Regions from separate parts of the Arachis hypogaea genome. Here region 1 is linked to region 2. A link is a contact called in public Hi-C data. All regions are on one chromosome and are shown on one strand. Each heading gives the region's core, a stretch centred on a gene start, on an enhancer-like site or on the middle of the called end of the contact. The rest is flanking DNA. Distances are from core to core; before and after follow the strand shown.

Region 1 (6,493 bases), core at 2,107-4,606, 270 kb after region 2:
AGCCTACTAAGAGGCGAATCAAGTTTTCGGAGAGGAGGTGTGGTGTAGAAGAGATTCGAAAGATAATTTTGGAGGCATAGAGGACGGCTATTGAAGGTTCCCCTATGTATTCACTGGCTTAAAAACTAAAATTGTCTATACATAAACTGGTGTAGTCGCAACAACATAACTGAACCAACTCCAAAAAAGCAATTGAAAATATATGTAGAGAGCCAACAAAAAAAAAGAGGGTTGAATGTATGATGGAAGGAGGTGTGATAGATGAATTGAAGGCAAAATTGGAGAATAGTACAACAAAGAAGAGAGTTACTGGAATAAGAAATCAAAATGAAAATGACTTCGCGAGGGGGACTAAAATACTAAGTACTTCCATCATAAGTTCCATTCTAGAAATTAGAGAAATAAAATCTGGCAATTAGTTGGAGCGAATGGTGAAGTAGCCTCAGAACCAGATAGCATTGCTCAGGTAACGAAAAACTATTTCAAAGGAATATTTTCAGTCACTAATCAGGAGGACTTGAACCTTCTATTTGAGGATTTTACACTTACAGTTACAACTCACATGAACCGTAGATTTCGGAAACCAATGATTAAGGAGGAGACCAAAAGAGCCACGTTCAGTAGTTGTGCTCAGAATTCTCCGAGGGATGATGGTTTCGTAGTCAAATTATTCCAATTCTAATGGGAGATAACATGAGAAAATATTTTTAGAACAATGAAAATTTTCTTCGACAGTGGTAGAATGTTAAATAGTTTTAACCACATTTAAATATGCTTACTCCAAAAGATTCTAGATGCCAAAGATATAGATATGTCACAAATTTGACCTATTAGTCTCTTTTCAATTTTTGACCTATTAGTCTCTCTTTAGGTGTTCGCTGTCAATCATCTGCTCTTTACGGAGGATTTTATCATATATAGTAAGACTACAGAGAAATTATACAATAATATTTTGGAATTGCTTTATGCATACAAAGCAATCAGTGGCCAGAAAGTAAATCTCAACAAGTCTGTAGTTTACTTTAGTCAAAATACACTCCCTATACTCAGACAGCAATTGGCGGATAAAACTGAACATAAAGCATATTGGAGCTCAGGATAAATATCTCGACCTACCTTCAATTGTTCACAGATTGAAAAAGAATACTTTGGGAATTATCAAAGATAACGTTCAAAAAAAAAAAAATTCAGGCTTGAAAAAGGATTCTTTTATTTCTGTGTATACTATGTCTTACTTTAAACTGCTAGACATTCTTCTAGATAAAATTCATAGAATATTAAACAGTTTTGGTGGGGCAATGGGATGAGAAAAGGAAGATGGTATGGATTAGTTGGAGCAAGATGATCAAGCCTAAAAGGAGGGAGGATTAGGTTTTAAGGACCTGAACGCTCAAAATTTAGCATTGTGAGAAAATAATTTTGGAGATTGACTACCAATCATAACTCTCAGCTCAGTTGTATACTTAAAGGAAAATACTTCTGATATAATTCACCACTAACAATTCAAAAGGGGGTTCACTGGTCCTGGAGATGGCAAAGTCTATTAGAAAATTGCAAGGTAGTGGAAAAAGAAATGCATTGGAGTATTGGGTCTGGGGAAAAGGCTAGCATTTGGCAAGACCCATGGTTTCCCCTTTACCCATTTCAGATTACTACCAACAACAATATGAATACAGATATATTGAATTAAGAACTTACTAACGGTAGCATGTAGGTGGAATCATGACATGATTAATGCTGCTTTTGCCTTAGAAATTGCTTCTCGAATCCTGGCTACATCTGTGAACAATGAAGGCAGAAACAATAATCTGGTCCTAGAACAAGAAACAACAATACGATGTAACATCAGGTTACTTAATGGCCTATGGGTTTTCACATGCCTCAATCAAGTATTTCCCCCAAATTATGCATAATACAACCATATGAAAGAGAATTTGAGTCCTAAAAAGTCCTTCAAAAATCAAAATATTTGTTTGGAAAGCGTTGCATGAAAAGCAATCAGGGTTGAGCTTGATTCATTAAAGGTTTCCTTCGACCTCCCTGCCGTCTCCGCTGTGGAAATAAAGCAGAATCAGTAAACCACTGTCGTTAATGATGTGGCCCAATTGGAGATGTCTATAGAATGTCACCCCTTGTGGCACTTCCTATCCAACAGTAGTTTTGTTATAACTGAAGAGAAGAAAAAAAAAAGAGAAAAGGACAAATAGGTCCCTGACCTTTTACCCCGCAGATATTTTTGTCCCTGACCATTAGAAAATACTTTTTAAGTCCCCGACGTCCTTAAAAGTTCTACGGATCAGTTCTTCCATCCAAAAGCCACTGTCAGGCCCACCAAAAAAGACTGATGTGGATCCCCCTCTGCTTACCTGGTATCACGGCTACCCACGTGACACGTTAGTGGGATGGAGCTTTTGAAAAATGCACACAGAAGTCCCTGTCGCTCAATGCGACATCGTTTTGTGTGCTGCCCTAATCCTTAAAGCCCACAAGCAGCAGCATGGTTGGTGGTGCCAGCTCAGGATTGCAAGAACTCACCCTCAGCTACCTCTGTGATGCACAAGGGCTGGGTCTTGCTGCTGATAAGGATATTCCTATTCTTGGTAAGAGCTTATTGCTGAATAATCATTCTTTAGAAAAAGGTGTTAGCCACAAGGGCAAAGAGATTCTTGTTTCTGAGAATTCAAATCATTTTGATGTTGGTAAATTTGTTGAAAGAGATTTCTTGAGCCTGAGTGATGCCAAAGAGAATAACTCCTCAAAGCGATCAGTTGAGGAAGATGAAGAGGAGCAAGAGAGTAATAGGGAGAAGAAGCCACGACTTGAGACACTGAATCTCTCTCTTGCTTTGCCTGATGTCTCATTCTCTCTCACCGCTTCAAACGCCATACAAAATGGTGCTGATCAGAAACAACCACAACCCCTTCGGCCTAAACCTAGCAGGCCCTCAACTACAACATGGTCTAATAATGATTGCACAGCTACAACTTCTTTATCTTACTCTTACTCTCACCCTTTCTCACACAACCCAAGTTGCTCGCTTACCCGCAATTCAACTGATAATTTTGACTACTCTGTGAGTAAGGATGACCAAATTGGAATTGTGGGGAGGGGACTAACAGTTCTGTTCACAGTAGGTTCAAGCCAATTGGAGATGGGGTTGGTTTTTCCAATCATGGTGGTGGTATTAGCTCCTTTATGCAGGAAAATAGCCAGTTTAAGACTACTAGTTTGGATAATCATTCCTTTTTCCTTTCTGAATTGCCTGCTAGACCAAGATTTAAAACTCAATCTGGGGACTCAAGGGGTAGGAATTCAGAGAATGTGAGAATCTTGGAAGGGTTAGATGGTGGGGGAAGATGAAGAAGCTCTTAAGGCCTGAGAGGATCCTGAGGGGAGTTGTTTATGAGTCTGTTCCCGCCGCAGCACTGATGATTCAGGAGCTTGCTGATGAAGTCATAGCTTCAACCAAGAAATACCTAAAGAATCTCATTGAGAAGCCTGACAAAAAAGATGAATTAGTTAGCCTACAAAGCAGGCTTGAAAGGAGATCTGACCTCTCCAAAGAGACTCTTTTGAAGTGCCATAAGGTGCAGTTGGAGATTCTGGTTTCTGTCAAGATGGGGCTTACAAACTTCTTATCTGGTAAAATTCAATTATTTGAGATGGTAGGGCTTTTCTTGTATAGGAGATGTAGGAATGTTAACTGCAAGAGTCTGCTTCCTGTTGCTACACACAAAACGACGTCGCATTAAGCGACAGGGAATTTTGTGTCCATTTTTCAATAGCTCCATCCCACTAACGTGCCACGTGCCACGTGGGCAGCCATGATGCCAGGTAAGCAGAGGGGGGGGGGGAGCCACGTTAGCCTTTTTCATTCGGTCTGACGGTGGCTTTTGGATGGAGGGACTGATCCGTCCAACTTTTAAGGACGTCAGAGACTCAAAAGTATTTTCCAATGATCAGGAACAAAAATATCTGTAGGATAAAAGGTCAGGAACCTATTTGTCATTTTCTCAAAAAAAAGAGAGAGTAAAAAACAGAAAGAAGGAGGGACTTAGTGAGTCACGTGATTCACCCGCTCCCCAACCCCAATTATTTCTTTCTCTTGGAACCCTTCCTTCTCTTCTCAATCTCATTTCTTCTTTCTTCCTCTTCTCTCCTTCTTCTTCATCTCTTCTATATTTTCTTCTTCTTCTTGCAATTACATACTATTATCAAACTCACTTATCTTACTTCCTTTCTTTCTCCTATCTATCTCTATTTATTCAAAATCTCAGTTTTTCATAACCCCCAAATCAAGAAGTTCATCTTAATGAGTGAAGTCCGATTATTATTGAGGTTTCAAGATAACTCTTTGACTCAATAATTAACTATATTTCTAATTTTTGTCATCTCTATATTTATGGATATACATAAATCCGAATTAGGGTTATTAAGGTTAGAAAATTTGGAGTTTTTGTCAAAGTGAGTAAGATTATGTTAATTGACAATATTAGTAGCTCACAATCATCATCATTGTCAGGGCGGAGCTTAGTTCAGACAAGGGGGGCCATGTCCCCCCAAACTTTTATTAAAAAAATTAGTAATACTTTTTCAAAAAATAAAAAATAGTTAAGTTGGTTCAAATATTTTACTATAACTTAAAATACCAAAATTCAATCTTCATCTCTTGTTTTTATTGCACAATAATTTTTAGTTTTAAAAATTCAAAACATGTTGGATTTAGATGAATTGAGTGTATTCGTATTTCGCAACTCTCTATTCAATAAGCAACACTTCCTCTACCTTTGAGTTCAAATATAAAAAATTAGGTATTTTTTATTTATATAATTTAATATTATTTTATATTTGACTGTTTATTTAATTTAATTTTTTATATGATAAAAAATATTAGAATATTCAATAAGTATTTTTTTTTATCAAAGATAGGAGACTCGAACCCGCAACCTCTTAATTGAGTATGAGGAGACTATGCCATTTGAGCAATATTCAATAAATATTGATACTATCGTATTTGTATAAATTGATAAAAAAATTTAATAAATATTATAAATTTTAATATTTGTCCTTCTAACTTCTTTTTTACATATTTTACAGGATATATATTCAAATTTTTATATAAAATAATCATGAAAAATAAAAAATTGATGCATTTTTTAAGAGGAAGGTTAATATTTAAGAAGGAGAACATATAACTTTTACAATATCAACACCTATAGATAGTTCTTCTATTTTAATGAATCACGAAAAAGTGAGATACAACTTTCAAAAGTTCAAAGAGTTGCATCTGATTAGTTTGACCTTAATTTTTTGAAACGAGACCCTCGAAAAAGGTTTCAAATTTGGCAATATCACTCAAATCAGAGAGATGAGGTTAGACGAGCTTATCTTAAATGGAGTCCATATAAAAAACATATTGACAATTATTTTCTATCTGCCCCCTTCCCCTCCAAATTTTATTTCAAGCTCTGCCACTGATTGTCATATTTCTAGAGTTGTAAAGTTATTGGATATCATTTGGTAGCTCATTGGCGCTCAGAGTTGCTTCCGGTTCCTCGGAATCAAGTTGTGAGTGGATATTATTATCAACATTTAAATTGAATCATTATTTTTAGAGTTTGAAAATATTTGATTATTTTGACTTTTAAATTTTTGAAATAAATATTGATTTGTGAAAAATTTATAATTTTATAAAAATAAACACGAGATGATATTTATATATTTTGTAAAGTATACATGTTTTCTTACTTGACTTCATTAAACTTTAATTAAATTTTAGTATGCATTCTTTTATATATATATATATATATATATATGATTTATTATGAAATTTGGTAATATGTTATAAGAATTAGGGATTTGTTATAAGTGATTCGGTTTGGTTTAGTTTGGGTGACTGTGACTAGAAAATTGTAGTTAACTGTGGTTATGACGTTAACTTAGATCCATCTAATTTATACCTCAGCTAGTAGGGGCGTTGCTACCCAACGTGTAGGCCACACGTTGGATTTGTTATACCGTATGGACACACTTCAAGAAAGGGATACTTTTAGAGTTGGAGCCATCCTAAGTATGTAATATTTGATTTGATTTGACTTTTGGAATGAGAACTCCCATTTCAGTTCATTCCGCTTAATTATTTATTTATTCATTTGCATAATTAATTAAATATGAATTCCTCTTCTTTAGAAAGAAATATAATTTTCAAGGTAAAATTTGTATTGTCTCGTGTGGATTATGGATATAATATTTGCTCATTAAGTTGCAAAACTCACCCTATTATATCTCCATAGTAGATCTTATGCATTTCGGTAAACCCCTTTTATTTCCAAAGACTATGTGATATGTAATGGAACTTTCATGCAAAAATTTAGTTTGTCAATGCTCCATGATGTAGACAGGGTCCTCGTGTGAGTTATGTTATTTTGAATTTCGAATTGTTTAGATAATAATTATGATTTGGTTATGTAAGACTTATGCATTTAACTATATA
Region 2 (6,673 bases), core at 1,156-3,655:
TATGGTGTATAATACATTTAGTTTCATTATAATCAGATTCCCTTTCATTGGTGGCATAAATTCGATTTCATATACTGATAAGGTTTTGTACATACTTTGCCATATGTAAACAACCAAAAACACTTAAATTTAATTCTCAATTCCATCTCCTAATGTGACCTAAACCCTTTCTAATTCTACCCCCAACATTGATACAACAACAGCCACAAATAAGAACCCTAAAGTTGAACAAACCAAACTTACACTTCTAATAAATAACCCTTTGTCATGTGGTTGGTTGCGAAATTTCGAATACCATAAACTTACCAGCAAGTACACTAGGTCGTACCAAGTAATAACTCAGGTGAGTGAGTGTCGATCCCATGATCGTACCAAGTAATAACTCAGGTGAGTGAGTGTCGATCCCATGAGGATTGATAGATTGAGCAAAAATAATTGGATGATTAGACTAGTCAAACAAGCCAATTTGAGTGATTTGTGTTCCAAGTATCATAAAGCAATGAATTAGAGAATTCAAGAAATCAAGTAATGAACGGTTGGTAAAAATGGTATGAGAAAACAGTAAAGGCTTTGGAGATATTAAATTTCCGGGTTAGTAGTTCTTATCACACACTTTAATATAATGCAAAAGTTCAATTCATGGCAAACCCTAATTGATTAAAGCATAATTCCTTAGCAATTTAATCTCTTTTAACCAAACTAATAGCCAATTCCTTGGTCGCTTAATTTAAATTAGAAGTTTAAATCCAATCCTAATTTATGAGCCACACAAATCCTAGTTACCCAAAGATAAGATGATTATATGTCACATATCACGTTAAATTCAGGTAATCAGAGAATTATGAGTAATTAATTTCAAGCTATTATTCAAGTGATTTAAGTTTTCTAAGATTCAACAAGAATTGAATTAGAAAAAGAGTTATCTTGTAATATACCCTAATTCCTAGGATAAAGAACGAAACCAATCTTTGAAAATAAACTAGTGCATTGATCAAGAGAGGAATGATAATAATATTAATCCATTAAAATAATAGAGCTCCTAACCTTAACAATGGAAGTTTAGTTGCTCATGGTGTGAAAGAACCCTAGTAGAAAAAAATGTAAGGTGTGTGGAGATAAGAGAAGAAGAAGAATCTGAAGAAGTCGAAGGCCAAGATCTCTTCTCCTTTTATATTTAATCCTTTTATTATTATTATTATTATTATTTTGAGTTGAAATTTTAAAAATAACAAAAAAGATTACATATATAAATTAGGCAAGACGGTTTAAGCCGTTTGTTTTAGTAGTTGTATATAAGGAATAACTTACACGGTAAGAAAGTATGATTTACCATATTATAATTAGTGAATTCAGAAAATTTAAAATTCAAAAATTTTAATTTGCTGCAAGTTTCTCACATGGTAAAAGTGGCATAGGCAGATGGTTTGGAGGTAGATAAAAGGCTATACTCCAAGTTGTGCTCATGAAAATGTCTCTGAAAAATGGTGACTCTTGGATCATTGATAAGTTCCACTATATCCATATAACCCATTCTCTAGTTGCATTCACAAAGCCAATAAAAATAAATTTGCCTAATAAACAAGTTGTCGTTGCATCCATATTGGGACAAAATACTTATGTCTCACAAATGTCTTATACTTCACAATGAATGGGTGCATTTGATTGTCAATTTGGTTGTGAGATGCAGGACTTCCAAACTCAGAGAAAGTCCTCGACAAAATGGGATAATAGAGAGAAATATAGTCTTCTAAGGGAGTATTTCTATGAGTGTGTCTCAAAATGTAGTCTTCTATGAGGGATCATTTGCCTTTTAATACAACAGTTCATGTCTTCAATTCTATATTCCCAAATTCTGTTGCTGCATCAAATCATGTCTAATCATTTATATGAGAACTTGTTACATGCATATAAGGTGTTTTTCTTGGTTGTCTCTTCCATCACTGAACCCAAACACTATGATGAAGCTATTACTCACTCTTGTTGGAGAGATGTCATTTGAGTCGAATTAAAGACTTGGCAAATCATGTAATTTACTAGCTGATAGGAATTTGTTAAGAGATATCTATCATAGTTATTTCTATCAAGAGAAGTTAGTTAGCAGCATGTTGTATATAAGAAATAACTTGCATTGTAAGAAAGCGTGATTTACCGTATTAGTGAATTCAAAAAACTCAAAAACTCTCTCTTCTTTCTAGTAAGTTGTAACTGCTGAGACCAACCAAAAGGCAACTTAGTTTCTATGATTATTCATTCCCACGCAACGTTATATATTAAAAAAGAAACTAAAGAGTATATAGTTTTCACAGTTTCATTTTAAGACAACAAGAAGAGACAGATCAGAGTCAACTCTGTTTAGCTTCAGTTGTATAATGTTAAAATGAAGGTCAAGCACCAATTCAATGAAGAAACATAAATTGAACTTTTAGCCCAGTTTTTTTTTTTAATTTTTTTTCGGTACAATACCTACGATTCAATACAAACTCTCTCTCTCTCTCTCTCTCTCTCTCTCTCTCTCTCTCTCTCTCTCTCTCTCTCTCTCCTGATCAGTGGAACTTCTTGTTGTTATTGCTATTTCAAGGCGAGTTTTTCTTCTGATTTTGATCAGTTTTCTCATGTTTTGTTTTTGTTTTGTTTTCTGTTTTAGCTTTTCTATAACTGGTAACTAATTTTCCTTCTTCTGAAGTTCTCATTCATAGTTCATAGAAATTTCTTTGTGTGTATGTTGCCCTAATTAATAAACTTTGGTTCTTCCAACCATTATTTTCTGCAATTCTTGTTACTTCTTCATACAATTTAAATTCATCCATGTTTGCTCAAGTAATAGAATATCTATGAAATTTTGAGAGGTGTTCTTGCTAGTCTTATGCACATGTTCTTGACCTTTTTTTGCTTTAGCATCTGCTTCTTCTTTTTCTTAGGTGCCATGATTATTAGAGTTTTAGATGATCAACAGTTTTGTCCATTCAACTGCTTTTGGTCTCATGAATATTAAAATCTTAAAAGTCACATATTTCTCACCCTAAATGTTCATTCTTGGATCTCTTTGAATATTTCATTAATTCTCTTAAAGATTTTATGAGTTTCATATGTTAGATATTAATATTATGGATTTACGACTATGCTACGTGTACACAAAAATCAACCACCAAAGTCAGTCACCAGTATAAAATACATGTTGGAATACAAATACACATTGAAAATAAATTAAACCACATGTATTTATACACAAATACATTGGTGGCTGATTTTGGTGTACAAATAGCATTTTTAATAGACTTAATACTAGGAATTTGAAGTAACTAATGGAAGATAACTATATATATACTTCTGGAATTTCATGAGCCAAGTAGTTGGGGGATAATATTTGTGAGGATTCGGTACTTGACAACACACATCCTGTCGAATCTCTTTAGAGGTGGCAAGTAATGAATCCCTTAGCAAATTAGATAAAAGGGTGAATTTTTTACTTATAACATGTATATATAATGATCAGGTCTTAACCATCAAAAACTTAGATTACAAGAGATCCCAATAATACATGACATTTAAAACCTAAAATGGATCACTCCATCATTTTATAATTTACAAGAATATTAGGTTTAAGCATTTTAAACTGTTTTTATAAAATCAAAAGTCAACTATCAATAGAAGAAAATTCTAACATCATAGTCTCTGGGAATTGATATGCAATATCTTGCAACTGTTGTGTATTCTTCTGCCATGCTGGTCTCACAACTTATGATTTTGTCTAAGATTGCATTGGATTGCGTCAAACAGGGATTTCCAGCAGTTGTTTGAACAGCTAAAAGGCTGAGTTTGCCAACTAGCTCCGATTTCTATGGATAAAGGTACTCAACACTTTCTAAAAGATTCTTTAATGCATTAAAAACTTAAAAACGCAATGCTTTTTGCACTTAGAAGAAAAACCCTTAATATCATTAAGAAGATAACTCCTCTAAATAAATTGCATAAACATAGTTGGTAGGTTCTAATGAGGAAACAAATCATCAATTTGATGTAGTATTGACTGCTCTAACTCTGACAATTATAAACAGTTTCTGATCATGATTTTCCACACATAGTATTTATCCTTATCTGGATAATTTAATTAATAAATTATGCTATAATTTTCGAATGTTGCAATTTGAATAAGTGTGACTATTACAGTAGAGTGTTGATATACTAAAAAACCAAACTGCCAAAAGCATGAAAGAGTTTTGCTGCTATTTCACCAAGGGCGAAAAAAAATAGTTTTTGTGGGTTTGGATTAGTTTCTTAGAGTAAAAAAAAGTACTTGTATAAAAATTTGAAGAGAAAAGGACAAATAGGTTCTTAATCTTTTATCTCGCAGATATTTTGATCTCTGAAAATTAAAAATATATTTATATCTCTGAACCTCCTTAAAATTAAAACATTTAGATCCTTCGTTCTAAGTAGGGGTGGCAAACGGGCCTAAACCTGCCGGGCCGGCCTGCGTAACTCGCCAAAAAAGGCGGGCTGGGCTGAAAAATTAGGACCGCCAAATAGTAAAAGCCTGCCTAACCCGCACCGCTTAAACTGCGGACTTTAGCGAGCTTTGACAGGGCGGGGCGGACTTCCCCGCCGGGCTTAGTGTTTTTTTAGTGAGGAGGTATTTTTACAATTTTTTGGCCAAAACCTAACTTCCTCCAACCTAACTTACAAGAGTACGAAGATAAAAATTGAGTGGTTTGGATTATGTTTATGTTACTTTAGAGACAATATTTATAATTATGTTTTGGATGAAAACTTGGTTTATAATTATGTTTATTAGATATTTATAATTACAACGATTTTAATGTTTATGAATATAAAAAATATAATTTTTTATGCCTTTAAAAATTATAAATTTATTAATATGATTGTGAAATTATATATATTATTTAGTAGTTAGTAATAAAAAAAGAGCTTTGGCGGGCTTAGCCCGCCGGCCCGCCAGCCCGCAATTAGGCGGGGCGGGGTGAGATTCTAGGACCGCCTCATTGGGTGAGGCGGGACGGGGGGCGGGCTTTCCCGCTTGCCACCCCTACTTCTAAGTATTAGAATAGTTTTTTTGAAAAGTATTTAAAATTTATAATTATGTAGTTATGAGAATGATTTATTTTTTAAATCACGTTTTTAAATTAATTGCCTTCCAATATTATAAAGATTGTCCTATTTTTAAATCGTTCATTCATTTTGTATTTATATATTATTATAATTTTTAAAAAAATTTATTGTAATTATTCATTTTATAACGAGGACAACTAAAATTTTAATAATAATTTTAAAGTAAGCATTTTTATAAAATTTTAGAATTTTTTATTGTAAGTATTTTTTGAAATTATTGTAAATGGCTTAAAAGATGTCATGAGTACTATAAAAATTTGTAATGTACTTGATTTACTTGTTCGTCTATCAAAATAGTAAATCGAATTAAGTGGTTTTGATTCGAAACTAATGGATTTGATTTACCTTGGACGTGGTTCGACTCTTTTAATTTCGATTTACCTCTATAGAAGTTGCTCCTACTAAATCGAAGCTATTTCGTAAATGCATTGAATAGTCCAAATCGAGTTTAGTAGCTTTGATTTACCTAAAAAAACTAATTTTAGGACATACAAAAACTAATTTCAGGACATGCATGTAACGTAGAACCATTCAGGACATTTAAGGAAATATTATACTCCATTAGGTTTCTTTTATGTCATTTACCCAAAATTTGATGTACAATTATGTAAGATCTTTATTATTGGTGCACCTAAGTTAGATGCATGGCACTGTTCAAATATAGTACACTTGCACTAGCAGGTTTGGATTGCTGTATAGTGTTCACTACTTTTCACTGTAAAGCATTCATGTATAGGGAATTTAGAACTATGAAGAAATAACTTGATCCAACACACTTACCATGAATTGTGATTCACTTTGATGTCACAGGTCTTGCTAATGAAGAGACTGTTAACTTGCGAAACGGAGTCGAATTGGCCACATCAGTCTCTGATAAACATGTTAATCTTTTGAGGCCAAGTGTACCAAGTTATCCAATTTTTAGAGGTAATTTATTTCCATTTATTTGTATTCTATTTAGAGATATATATCTGATAATGTACCAACTACCAAACAAAAAGTAAAGAGAGATACTAGAAGCATTTGTAACCATGATACTTGTGTATAAAAAATTAACTACTAAATCAATATAAAATATGTGTTAAAATACAAAATATACAAACATATAGTAGTTGATTTTTAGTATACAAACTCTTTGATCAAGTTCTTCTAAAACACTGTCAATTGTCGTGGCAGCTCAAGCGCCAGATGACACAGAGCAAGAAAAGGGAAAATATTATTTGATTAGAGATCCAGAGGACTTGCAAATTGGACTTTATGACAAACCCCTTCCATGTTTTGGCTGCGGAATTGGATGGTTCTCGTAAGTATTTTACATATCAATTTATAAATTCCTTTCTTCACTTTGTTCTTCTTGTTCTTGTCTTAGGCCTCTCATGACTTTTGCTTGTTATTTCAGATTCTTTTTTTGATTTGTATGTCCACCTCTGTGGTACTTTGCAACAATTCTCTATTTCGGAAATTACTATCGAAAGGATCCTAGGGAAAGGGCTGGTCTTGGAGCCTCCGCAATTACAGTAACTTCTTTCCCTCTATACATATATTT

Evidence for each region. Hi-C and Micro-C count contacts between places; a contact is called where the count stands out from the background.
Region 1: a contact with region 2 is called in a Hi-C map of leaf, with 2.0 times the contacts expected there. The contact joins the promoter of LOC112776888 here to the promoter of LOC112790475 in region 2. A contact is called at or near these places in 2 of 8 Hi-C or Micro-C datasets (both in leaf).

What each region holds. Positions count from the first base shown.
Region 1 is chr3:44,616,419-44,622,911 of arahy.Tifrunner.gnm2.J5K5, forward strand. It overlaps LOC112776888 (protein OBERON 3-like), which reads left to right and starts at 3,357. Exons shown (of 1, transcript XM_072231928.1): 1 at 3,357-3,752. The coding sequence starts at 3,357. The coding sequence ends at 3,752.
Region 2 is chr3:44,344,858-44,351,530 of arahy.Tifrunner.gnm2.J5K5, forward strand. LOC112790475 reads left to right here and starts at 2,406. Exons shown (of 5, transcript XM_025832898.2): 1 at 2,406-3,848; 2 at 5,938-6,054; 3 at 6,304-6,430; 4 at 6,527-6,644. The coding sequence starts at 3,839. The coding sequence ends at 6,539.